Regions from separate parts of the Mus musculus genome. Here region 2 is linked to region 1. A link is a contact called in public Hi-C data. All regions are on one chromosome and are shown on one strand. Each heading gives the region's core, a stretch centred on a gene start, on an enhancer-like site or on the middle of the called end of the contact. The rest is flanking DNA. Distances are from core to core; before and after follow the strand shown. Region 1 overlaps Ccdc6 (coiled-coil domain containing 6). Region 2 holds the start of Mrln (myoregulin).

The links. A called contact is a pair of places that touch in the nucleus more often than the background predicts.
Region 2: a Hi-C map of uterus shows a contact between it and region 1. The contact joins the promoter of Mrln here to the enhancer-like site in region 1. A contact is called at or near these places in 1 of 39 promoter capture datasets (3T3-L1-derived adipocytes), 5 of 484 Hi-C or Micro-C datasets (Sertoli cells, cortical neurons, forebrain and 2 more), 4 of 115 datasets of contacts at active chromatin or transcription factors (bone marrow-derived macrophages, double positive thymocytes and embryonic stem cells) and 3 of 9 other capture datasets (adipose tissue, embryonic stem cells and pancreatic islet).

The regions. Positions count from the first base shown.
Region 1 is chr10:70,157,911-70,163,753 of GRCm38.p6, reverse strand. The region is part of intron 3 of Ccdc6 (coiled-coil domain containing 6); the gene reads right to left. Among named protein-coding and RNA genes, the nearest start is that of Mrln, 44 kb to the left of the region's middle. Within about 2 kb of position 3,748, at least 22 of the 459 cell types and tissues checked have an H3K27ac peak or open chromatin away from gene starts, as enhancers often do. A contact at or near this core is called in muscle stem cells, pancreatic islet and uterus, where this site is marked.
Region 2 is chr10:70,201,942-70,207,784 of GRCm38.p6, reverse strand. It overlaps Mrln (myoregulin), which reads right to left and starts at 3,121. Exons shown (of 3, transcript NM_001304739.1): 1 at 3,026-3,121.

The DNA.
Region 1 (5,843 bases), core at 2,499-4,998:
GAAACAAAACAGAAACACAAGCAGTCTGCCTGTGTTAGGATAGATTAAGGCAGTTCCCTCCTCCTAGGTGATTAACTGCGTTCAGAACTAAGGACAGATCCTAGGGTGTCCCCTGAGCTCACATATGGAGGCTTCATAGAAGTCAGGCAGCAAAGAGAAAGAGGAGAGGGGAGTCGGTCACTTTCAAGACCCAGGGGTTACAACCACGATGAGGATCAGTGTATGTAACTCCAGGAACCGGAAAAGTTTCTGTACTGAGGGGTAGGGGAGAGGGAGGGAGGGAGGGAGGTGGGATTTGTGTGTGTAAAGAACAAATTATGTAGCAGGATAAATGGTCCTCTGGAAGAAATGGTTGTTTTTCTGCCACTTCCTGCCTTACCCAATGTTTTGAAAATGAGCATCTATTTTTTGTCATTTAAAAAAAAAACATGTAAAGGCATCAAGGCAGTGGTGGCAAACACCACGAACCAGCGCTCAGGAGGCAGAGGCAGGTGGAGCTCTGTGAGTTCAAGGTCAGCCTGGTCTACAGAGCAATTCTAGGACAGCTGGGGCTACACAGAATGACCCTGTCTCGGGAAAAAAAAAAAGAATAAAAAAAGGCATCTAATTTTAGAAATCTCTACTTTCATAATAGAAATTAACACAGCAAGCCAGTAATAAATTGTTGGTGTGAATTTATGTGTCCTAGACACCTTTAAGGGGATCAATCACTTCCCACAAGGATTAAAAATGAGCAAATATTCAGCTCCCTAGGAGACACCAAAAGAGCCCAGAGTTAGCCTTCTATAACGTAATCCTACATCTCTTCTTTAAAAAAGCACACGTCTCCCTTCTTCTCTGACATGAGCAGCTATCACACTAACTGGCTGGTCATAATTCTCCAGGGTGCCCTCCCCCTTTTGACTATGTAATTTCGGTGGACAGGAAGCAGCTTATAAAGCACTGGGTATATGTATGTCCTTTAGCTCTGTCAGGATGTCAGGAGGGGCAGGGGAGACGGACGGCTCAGGGCTGGGAGCACCTAAAGACCTGAGCTGGGTGCCCAGCACCCATTTCTGATGGCTCATAACCCCACACCTATAGCTTCAGGGGATCCGCAGCCCTATTCCGGACTCCTTAGTCACTCTACACAGGTACATAAGAGAGGGAGGGAGGGAGGAAGGAGGGAGGGAGGGAGGAAGATGCCAGTGGACAAGTCCTCAGCGAAATCACATGAGTTGGTATTGTTCATTTAGTGCTGGGGGCTGGGAGCCAAAGGACACCCTGCAGGACTTCAGTTCTCTCCCACCACCATGTAAGTCTGAGGATTGAACCTGGGTCATCAAGTCTTGGTTCCGAGTCCTCTTAAGTAGAAGCGATCTTGCTAGCCCTAAAATAATGTTCTTTAAGAAAATAAAATCCGAGGGCTGGAGAGGTGGCTCAGAGGTTAAGAGCACTGGCTGCTCTTCCAGAGGTCCTGAGTTCAAATCCCAGCAACTGCATGGTGGCTCACAACCAACTGTAATGAGATCTGGGTCCCTCTTCTGAGATGTGCAGGCATACATGCAGGCAGAATGCTACATACATAATAAATAAATCTTTAAAAAAAAAAAAAAAAAGAGATGCATTGCATCCAAAACTTTCAAACAAAGCCACAGACTGCTGCCACACTGGTCCCAGCGCCATGTGTGGCCACAGACTGCTGCCACACTGGTCCCAGCGCCATGTGTGGGGTTGCTGAATTCTGAATTAACTCCTCCATTCCATTACTGTGTGCTTCTCTAAGTCAGCAGATGTCATCCTTGGGGACGTCAGCAGATACTTAATGTGCTCAGAGGCTACGCAGGAGATCTCGGGTTCAGGGGCTCGCCCGGCCTTTTCCTGCGCTCAGCATACCACAGCACCTCAGTGCTACTTATTGTAACTGACCAAGTCTTGACCCCTCCGGCCTGACCACAATGTATGCCGCTGGATGATGGGACGCCCCCTTTCCTATACGGGACAGATGCTGTCAAGGTCCATCGAGTAACAACAGCACCTGTGTGGACTAACCCACATGGAAACGTCACCCGATTCACACGAGGACCACAGACGAGTTTCTGAACTGCAAGTGTGACGGGGGCCAGGTGTCCCATCCAACTGCTACAAGATACATGCCTCTCCTCCCCGATGGCAGTGCCCAGTTGACATTGTGACAACTTGGCAGCTGAGAGGATGGGACAAATGAAGTGACGGAGACTGCCCAAGGTTTCTTGAGAAGCTTGCCTGCAACCAGGGCACAAAATCCAATGTATTTTTTGGGGTGGCTGGAGGCTGGGGCGGGGGTGGGGGTGGCGGTAGGGGGTACAGGTGCAGTCCCAGGAATATTGTGTTGTCATGGTTTTTTTCTTATTTTCCAAGTTTTCTTGGGAGGGCAATGGATTATTATCACCATAATGCAAACACTGAGTTTTGAAACCTCCACTTAGGTGTTTGAAACTGAGCTTCAAAAACATACACAGGGGTCATGGGATTTTACTGCCTTAATGCAGCACGATGCTCAAGAGACAGCTCCTCTTCCTGCTATCAGAGCACATGGCAAGTGGCAGATGCCACGGCTCTCTCCTGACAGGATCCTTCCAGCTGCTAGAATCCACAAGGATTCGGTCGTGAGATCCTAAGGGAACCTGGCTGGTCCTGTGGACTCAAGAAACACTTTGTTCCCTACCAACAAAAAAAGTCAAGGACTCCATCTGCTCTTGCCTCAGTCGCATGGACTCGGTGGCCTCTAGGTGACTCACGCTACAATACACGCACTCTGGTTGGTAGGCGTGGGGCGGTCATTACATTTCTACTGTGACCTTCCAGACAGCAAAAAAGGCGGTCTAGGGCACACGAAGAACCCCAATACGAAGAGTAAGAACCCCAAATGTAAACTTAAAAATCTAGTAAACATTTTTCTGTTTTTGTTTAAAAAAAATAAACAATTATGAGTCTAGGAAGTAGTCTGGTTGGGGGGGGGTTGATAGGTAGGGGCCCAGTTAGCAGGAAAGAGGGTTTGTGGAGGAAAGGTCATTGGGAGGGATGTAAGTCACTGGCAGAGAAGGATGGAGTAGGGTTGTAGGGAGGAGGGTCCCTAGGGAGCAGAGAGCAAAGTGGGTGACATAGATTAAAGGAAGACAATCTGCTGGAATCGATACAAGAAACTGGCCAAATTATAAAAAAAAAAAAAAAGAAAGAAAGAAAGAAGGAAGGAAGGAAGGAAGGAAGGAAGGAAGGAAGGAAAGGAAGGAAGGAAGGAAGGAAGAAAGAAAGAAAGAAAGAAAGAAAGAAAGAAAGAAAGAAAGAAAGAAAGAAAGAAAGAAATAAATCAATAAAAAACACTTAAGACAAAACACCTTTTCCCAAGGGCTGAGAGTCAGTGTGCCACACTGGCCCATGCAGCTTTCTGTAGTTAGAGATGGCACAGGATGCTGGGGCACTGTCCACAGAAGCTGGGCCCTGTGAGTCACCTGCTAGGACTAAAAACTGAGAGTAACACCATGGGACACTGTTAGCACGGAGGCCTGGCCAGGCCCCAGGACAGCTAAATGACTAGCCCTAATGACAAGCCTATGCCTTGGTAATCCTGCTGCTTCTAGTGGGAGGGAGGGAAGATTCCATTTCCCACATCCCCCAGCATTTCTGTTCCAGGATGGCTTTGTAGAGCCTACTGACACTCTGGCCTGGAGCATCCTTCTCCCACTTCCGCCTGCCAGGCCATGTTTCCCTGAACAAGGATGGACGTGGGTGTCTCTCTCTGGCCGTGCCTTTCTTTTCTGTGTTCTCAGTCTTCTCTGCTGCCTAGTGACTGCTTCCCTCCCCTGCCCGGCTCTTCCTTCATCCCTGACCACTGGGAACCACCTGTCATCCCAGAACAAGACTCCGGGCCACATGAATCCAAACAGACTCATGCTGTCCAATTAGCACGCTGTGGTTCAAGCGAAAACAAAATACAAGGAGACGGAGCCAGGTCACGGTGACCTCCTCAGAACATGAAGCGTGGACAAGCAGGCTGAGGAAGGAGCCAGGCATCTGTTGCTCGTGTTCCTGGAAGCAGGGAGCCCCAGATACCCAGAGGGACAGGTGACAACTTTTCCCTTTAGGATTCACTTATTATGTGTGGCTACTCCAATGTCTGTATAGCTGTACTGATGTTCATATGTGTGGGTGTCCACACAGGACAGAAATTCGAGCTGGATCCCTCAATGGAGGTACAGGGGGTTTGTGAATTAGCGGCCTTATGTGGGTGATGGGATTTGAACTCGATCCTCAGGATTAAGTGGCAAGGACTCTTAACTGTGAACCCATTTTCTCCCGCCCATCACCCCTGGTTGTTTAAAGGCAGCAGCTGGGATTCCAGGAGGGAAATTGCCACTGGGGATGGGATCCCTGGATGAGTCAAGTTTCTGCTCCCTTGACACTCTGGGGAGTTTACGACAGATAAACAACAGAGTAAAGTGAGGACTGTAACAAAATGACCGGACAACATGTGCAGACACCTGCCTGCCGGAAGGACAGACAGGGAGGCCTGGAGGATTACAGCAGACAGTGGTCTCTGCAGAAGAAGCCCTGAAAGTTCTGGCAACAGCTTCTAACAACACAGGAGCACATTCTTCCACCTGCTGGGTCACAGCTTACTGCTGAATGGTGACATTGGTCTCATCATTTAATGACCCATATTTTCCAGAACATGATTCCAGAACCAAAGCTCAGCCGATGAGCACTTACCTTTCTAGATTCACCAGTCACACACAGGGTGAGATTACGGGTCCGTGATTGGGTTACCGTGTGAACTGATTCCTCCTGCATCGGGCATGAGAGCCTCCATCCACACGAAGCCTGAGAGAGGCAGCGAGCAGAGTAAACATGCCCCTAACCCTACGATTTAGATAGTACGCCTGTTTCACATAAGGGTTCGTCATACTATAGGCTTGGGGTCATGCTATAGGCCTGAGGTCACAGTGCCCATTCCAGAAGGGAAGGAGACTGGACTCCAGGAAGTCAGTAAGTTACTCTGGCTGGGAAGCTGGCATTATAGATTGTTAATGAAATCAAATGACCACACCAACCTGGAACCCGCCCTTCTCATACGGACAGGGTAGAGACAGCACACATAAGAGGACACTCAAAATCCCGTGAATAACCGCTGGAGTTACACGGAGCCAACTGTGGGAGGGAGGGAGGGAGGGAGGGAGGGAGGAGGAGGGCAGGCAGGCATGCAACTGTGTGTCAGTCTAGTGTGAGCAGAGTCACGTGACTATGAATTTACTCTGCTATTTTTCTGCTTTGTTAAATGTCCACGCTGGGTGTGGAGCAGCGCCCCCCCCCCTTTCTTTCCCTCTCTTTGACTGGTCTGTTTTGTGTTCCTGTCACAAAACACCCAAAGCTATGGAGTCATGAAAGTTTATCTGGCATACAGTTTTGGAGGCTAAGACTCCCAAGACCGAAGAGGGCCCCTTGCTTTGCACCTCAACATGGTACATCATGGTTGAAGGCCCCCCCCCAAGTGACCTATATCCATCATATCAGGTCCCACCTCTCAAAGGTCCTACACTGTGGGGGCAGCACCACACTGCCGAGCTGCTAGTTGATGGACCACCTTCACAGTACTGCCATTCTTTTTCTTTCTTTTTTTTAAAGATTTATTTATCTTATGCATGAGTACACTGTAGCTGTAGAGATGGTTCTGAGGCATCATGTGGCTGCTGGGAATTGAACTCACGACCTCTGCTCATCCAGCCCCACTCCTGCCCCCACTCACTCAGCCCCTAAGATTTATTTATTATATGTCAGTACGCTGTAGCTGTCTTCAGACGCACCAGAAGAGGGTGTCAGATCCATTA
Region 2 (5,843 bases), core at 1,872-4,371, 45 kb before region 1:
GTGAGGTATATCTTTGTGTGCATGTATGTGGGAGTTATATATACGTGCATGGTTTATGAGCATGTACCAATGTGTATGCATATGTGTATGCATGTGTGCATGTATGTGTGCATACACGTATGCATCCACATGTGTGTGCATGTATGCATACATATGTGTGCATGCATGTGTGCATGCATGTATGGAGGCCAGATGTTGATATCAGGTGGCTGGTCTTCCTCTTTCACTGTCCACCTTGATTTATTTTGGAAATACAGTCTCTTACTATGCCCAGAACTCACTGATTGGCTGGTCTGGCTGGCCTGTGATCTCCTAAGATCTGTTTCTTACCACAGGCTCTCTTATCACTATGGTTACAGGCATGCACCACCCACCACACAACTTTACATTTTAAAAAATTATGTGTATATGGGTGTTGGGTTTGGTGTGTCCTGCGTCGGCTCAGGGCCCTGCCCACTCGGGAGCAGGGACGTGGGAAGTTTTGACTGTGCTTACCCCATAGGTGTCAGGCTATGGGAAGCCACTGAACACCTCTCTGGGGATGGGGGAGTGCAGTCTGAGGGCCCTGGGGACCGCTGGAGCTGGCTCAGGGGTCCCCGGGCCCCTAGGGAGGCTGGAGCCATCTGGTTCTCAGGCTCTTCGACTGAGGGGGAAAGGGCAGGGTTGGGGGGGGTTCTGACTGGGTCCCTCGGGGAGAAGAGTCCTTGGCTTATCGGCGCGGGGGAGTGGGCATGTGTGGCTTGGTGGTCGTGGCTGGGAGTGCTGAGAGACCTTCCACAGGAGATTAGGCGGCCAGTTCTTTCAGAGAAAGCCTTCTCCATTGCTTCTCAGGGCGGATCCCAATGAAAAGAGGCGGACCATGGTTTTTAATAGATTTATGGACACGTTTTTATGGGGTTTCAAGCCTGTGCTCCACCAAGAACCAGGCTGCCTTCACGGTCCACTGCCACATATGGGTGTTCTGTCTACATGTATGTAGACATGTTAGTGTTCATGGAGGCCAGAAGAGGGCACTGGATCCCTGGAACTGAAATTACAGATGGTTATGAGCCACCACGTGGGTGTGTCAGGAACTGAACCCCAGTTTTCTGGAAGAGCAGCAAGTGATCTTAACCACTGAGCCATCTCTTCAGCCTCCCAAACTCAGGTTTTCTGTGGATGCTGGAGATATCAGCACAGGGCCTCACCCATGCGCATGCGCACCAAGCATTTTGCCACCATCGCCCTAACCCAGCAAGGTTTATCTTTATGCCATTTTTTTTCTAAACTCATTCAGCTATTATAAAGATTACAATACTCAGGTTGGGGTCCCCCAAGAGTTCTGAATCATGAAGAAGCCTGCTCTCTTATAGGAGTTACTCATAAAATCCCCACACTCTCCTGCCACATGAATGGCTTATGGGCTGTTCTGGCCTAGGGCCATGGCTGTACACAGCAGATATTCCACACACCTTTGCACAGTGTAGGCTTATAGAGGAAACCACACATCCCATCCTGGAGGCCCAGAGTCACACTGTGGAAAGCAAGTGTTCTCTGACAACCTTCCTTTCCAGTCTGTGTAAGCAAAGAGAGCCACAGAAGGGCACAAGAAAGGGAGAAAGGGGCATGCTGGGTATACCAGACTGGGGGGGGGGTCGGGGGTGGGACTGCCCCATCATCACAGATCCTAGCTATAGCCCTCCTCAAGTCTTGGGTGGTGAGCGAGATAGCACCTTCCCGTTCTCCCACAGCGGTGGCATGCACCATTCTGAAAACGAAGACGTTAAAGACTTTAAATGTGGCACAGTTTTATAGGAGCTTGTTTCTCAGACTAATATTTCCTATCGAGCATAGTGTTTGTAGGCTCTGCAACTGAACTTGAAATGGCAGATTATTCTCAAGATTAAGTCCATTGAATGAAGGATTTTTATAGATGACATTTAAATTTCTGTCAGTACTCACAGCCACTTATGTTACACTATTGTCAAATACCCAAACCGGTGCAAGATAGATAATAATTCATTTCACCAGTGAGGAAGCTGAGGTTCAGAGAGGCTGAGGCCCTGTGTACAGTCTTACAACCACTCTTACCCAGTCCACTTCTGTGTCTCTGGGATTCACTTTAATGCCTCTGTCAAGATTACACCGATGCTGGGCAGTGATGGCACACAGATGTAGTCGCTCCTAGCACTCAGGAAGCAGAGGCAGGTGGATCTCTGAATTTGAGGCCAGCCTGGTCTACAGACCGAGTTCCAGGACAGCCAGGGCTGCACAGGGAAACCCTGTCTCGCAAAACCAACCAAACAAAAAAAGTTTCTAAACAACAGCAAAAATAGTTTGTATCTAGACATGTACACATGCCCAGGAATGAGACTCACACAGCCAAAGCAGAGAGCTATGCTAATATATGGCCTTGAAGAGGGACTGGGATATCAAGTGTCAGTTTTGCCCAGGATGACTGGGCAAGGCATCTGGCTCTCTGAATTCCAGGGTCCTCCCTTGCCAGACAGAAAACACAGTGACCTACTTCTCAGGCCTCTGAGAAGTGACCATGTCAAAGAGGCTGCAGAGACAGGGCCGTTGGTTACAAAGCTAGTAAGCAATGCGATGGGTCCCTCTGCCCCAAACCCAGAACAGGGGATAACAACAGGGCACCATGCCTCCCCCCGCTCTCCCACTTTGATTCCTGTAAGTAAAAACTCCCTTTGAAAACACTGGGATTCTATCTGGAGAAGGAAACACAGGGAGATGGGTCAAGCTGCAAGCCCAGGGCTCAGCCGAGCAATTTATATCCAGCGTTATTAATCACCTGCTCCGCTTGCCGTGAGCCAAAACCAAAAAGAAAGGAGTAGGATTCTGACTCACTAATCTCCCTTATCATCAGCCTCGTAAAACTTGGAGGGATGTTGAAATGCAGGCAGTGGAAACCAGCTTGGGGAGTCAGCAACTTTTAGCCTTCATTATTTCTAATGAGAGGCAACAAGAGTTTCGTTCGCCTCTCCCTGTGTCAACACTACTTAAAAATATAAACGCAAGCAACACTTACTGTTCAGGGGTGCAACGGAGCCAAGTCCAAAGTCCTGGGAATGGCCGCCCTTCCTTTCAAAAACACCATCTGCTCTCCATGGACGAAAAGCTCACTGGGCTGTTATTAGTAACTGGCTCCGAGTGTTAGGCAGAAACCTGAGCCAGAATGTCATGGGGAGGAGGCAAGAGAAACTGACAGACACAGGTGGGATAGAGTCTAACAAAATATATTTACATTGAAGTCAAGCAAGCCGCTAGGCGGGGATGCCTTAAGTCCCCATGGTAGCTGTTCTAAACTATCAGCAAGCAACAACAAATCTCCTCCACTGTGAGAACATAGCCCCTTCTCTTCTGCACACTCCTTTTCTGCAGGGAGCTGGCTTTTAAAAACTGTTTTAGTTTTATTTCTGTGTGTGTGTGTCTGTGTGTGTAATGTCATGTGTATGTGTGTGGGGGGTGTCAGGGGTGTTTAAGGAGGGCAATAAGGAATATCAGGCCTGCTGGAGCTATAGTTACAGGTGGGTGACTACTTGTAAATTCTGGAAACTCAACCCAGGCCCTCTGTGAGAGCAATGTGTGGTCTTAACTGCTGAGCCACCTTTCTAGCCTGTTTGCTTGCCTGCCTTTCTTTCTTCTTTCTTTCTCTTTCTTTCTTTCCTTCTTTCTTTCTTTCTTCTTCCTTCCTTCCTTCCTTTCTTTCTTTCTTTCTTTCTTTTTCTTTTTTCTTTCCTTTTCTCTCTCTCTCTCTGCCTTTCCTTCCTTCTCTTCTGTCTGCCTTTCCTTCCTTCTTTCTTTCTTCCTTCCTTTATTTTCTTTCTTTTTTTCCTTTTCTCTCTCTCTCTCTCTCTGCCTTTCCTTCCTTCTCTTCTGTCTGCCTTTCCTTCCTTCTTTCTTTCTTCCTTCCTTTCTTTTCTCTTTCTTTCTTTCTTTCTTTCTTTCTTTCTTTCTTTTTCTCTCTTTCTTTCTTTCTCTTTTCTCTCTCTCTGCCTTTCCTTCCTTCTCTTCTATCTGCCCTTCCTTCCTTCCTTCCTTCTTTCCTTCCTTCCTTCCTTCCTTCCTTCCTTCCTTCCTTCCTTCCTTCCTTCCTTCTTTCTCTTCCTTTCTTCCTTTCTTTCTCTTTTAAGATTTATCTATTTATTTCATGGGAGTACGCTGTTGCTCTCTTCAGACACACCAGAAGAGAGCATCAGATATCGCTATACATGGTTGTGAGCCACCATGGGGTTGCTGGGAATTGAACTCGGGACCTCTGGAAGAACAGTCAGTGCTCTTAACCACTGAGCCATCTCTCCAGCCCACTTTCTGATATCTAAATATCTTTTTGTGTTTATGAATTTAACCTAGTCTATTTTGATTCTCCCGTTTTCAAAATATATCAATGAGTGGATTTTACAACATCTACTGTTGATTTTGTGTACGAGTCTGGGTGCAGTTGGGTGGGAGAGGGTGTGCAAGTTAAGGAATGCGTTTCATTCCTTAGAAGACTGTTTCTGAATGTGTGGGTCATGGCCCCTTTGGGGGAGGGTCATGTTTCAGATAACCTGCGTATCAGATATTTACATTGCAATTCATAACAGTAGCAAATTTACAGTCATGAAGGAGCAATAAAATAATTTTATGGTTGGAGGTTACCACAACATGAGACATTGTATTAAAAGGGTGGGGCATTAGGAAAGTTGAGAACCATTCTTTTAGACGCTGTCCACTACTTTTGAGACTACGTCTCTTACTGACCCGGGACCTGACCAGTGTCCCAGGATGGCTACAGAGTCTCAGCAATCCACATGTCTCTGCCTCCCCAGTGCTGGGAATACGCACACTGCTACCATCCCTGGCTTGTTCATGTGTATTCTAGAGACTGAACCTCAGGTCCCCAAGCTCACATTGCAAGCAATCCATTGACTCAGCCATCTCTCCAGCTCTGGTACGGATTGCTTGAAGTTTGTTTACTCTCCCACCAGGATCCCTAAACAATCTTAAAAGCCTATTAGAGTAGTTTAGGGGTGAGGGAAGTGAATCTTGCAAGGTGACACTGCATCTGCAGAGCAACCTGTAGAACTGATGTGGTCAGATGGAAACAGATAGGGTATGGCTTCTGGCTTGAGAGACTCTCTTCTGAAAATCTGTACTTCAAAAATGTCCAGATGGCCCCTCTAAGTCCCTCACTCACAGTGGATATCAGATCGTTCAGATCAACCCAAGTTCCACTGAACACAATTGTTTTCTTAAGTGTTAAAGAAGAACTTGCATTTACCTAACAGTTTCTGGAGTATGTTACTACACTGTGTCCATCTTTGGTGCAGTGCACATTAGCTGCCTTATTCTGAAGGTTCCAGTTGTCTATCCTAGCTCAGACCCCATAGATAGTGACTCTTCTGTTATCAATTTGACTGCACTTAGAGCAACCTAGAAAACACACTTCTGGGCATGGCTATGAGGGAGTCTCTAGAGAGGTTAAACTAAGGTGGAAAGAATCATACTTAACGTGAGAAATACCATAATGTGATAGTTTGTATATGCTTGGCCTAGGGAGTGGAAATATTAGGAAGTGTGGCCTTGTTGGAGTAGGTATATCACTGTGGGTGTAGGCTTAAGACCCTCACCCTAGCTGCCTATAAGTTAGTCTTCCACTAGCAGCCTTCAGATACAGATGTAGAACTCTCGGCATCTCCTGCACCATACCTGCCTAAATGCTGCCATGCTCCTGCCTTGATAATGGGACTGAACCTCTGAATCTGTAAGCCATCCCCAATTAAATGTTGTCTTTTATAAGACTTGCATTGGTCATGGTGTCTGTTCACAGCAGTTACACCCTAACTAAGACACGTACCATGGGC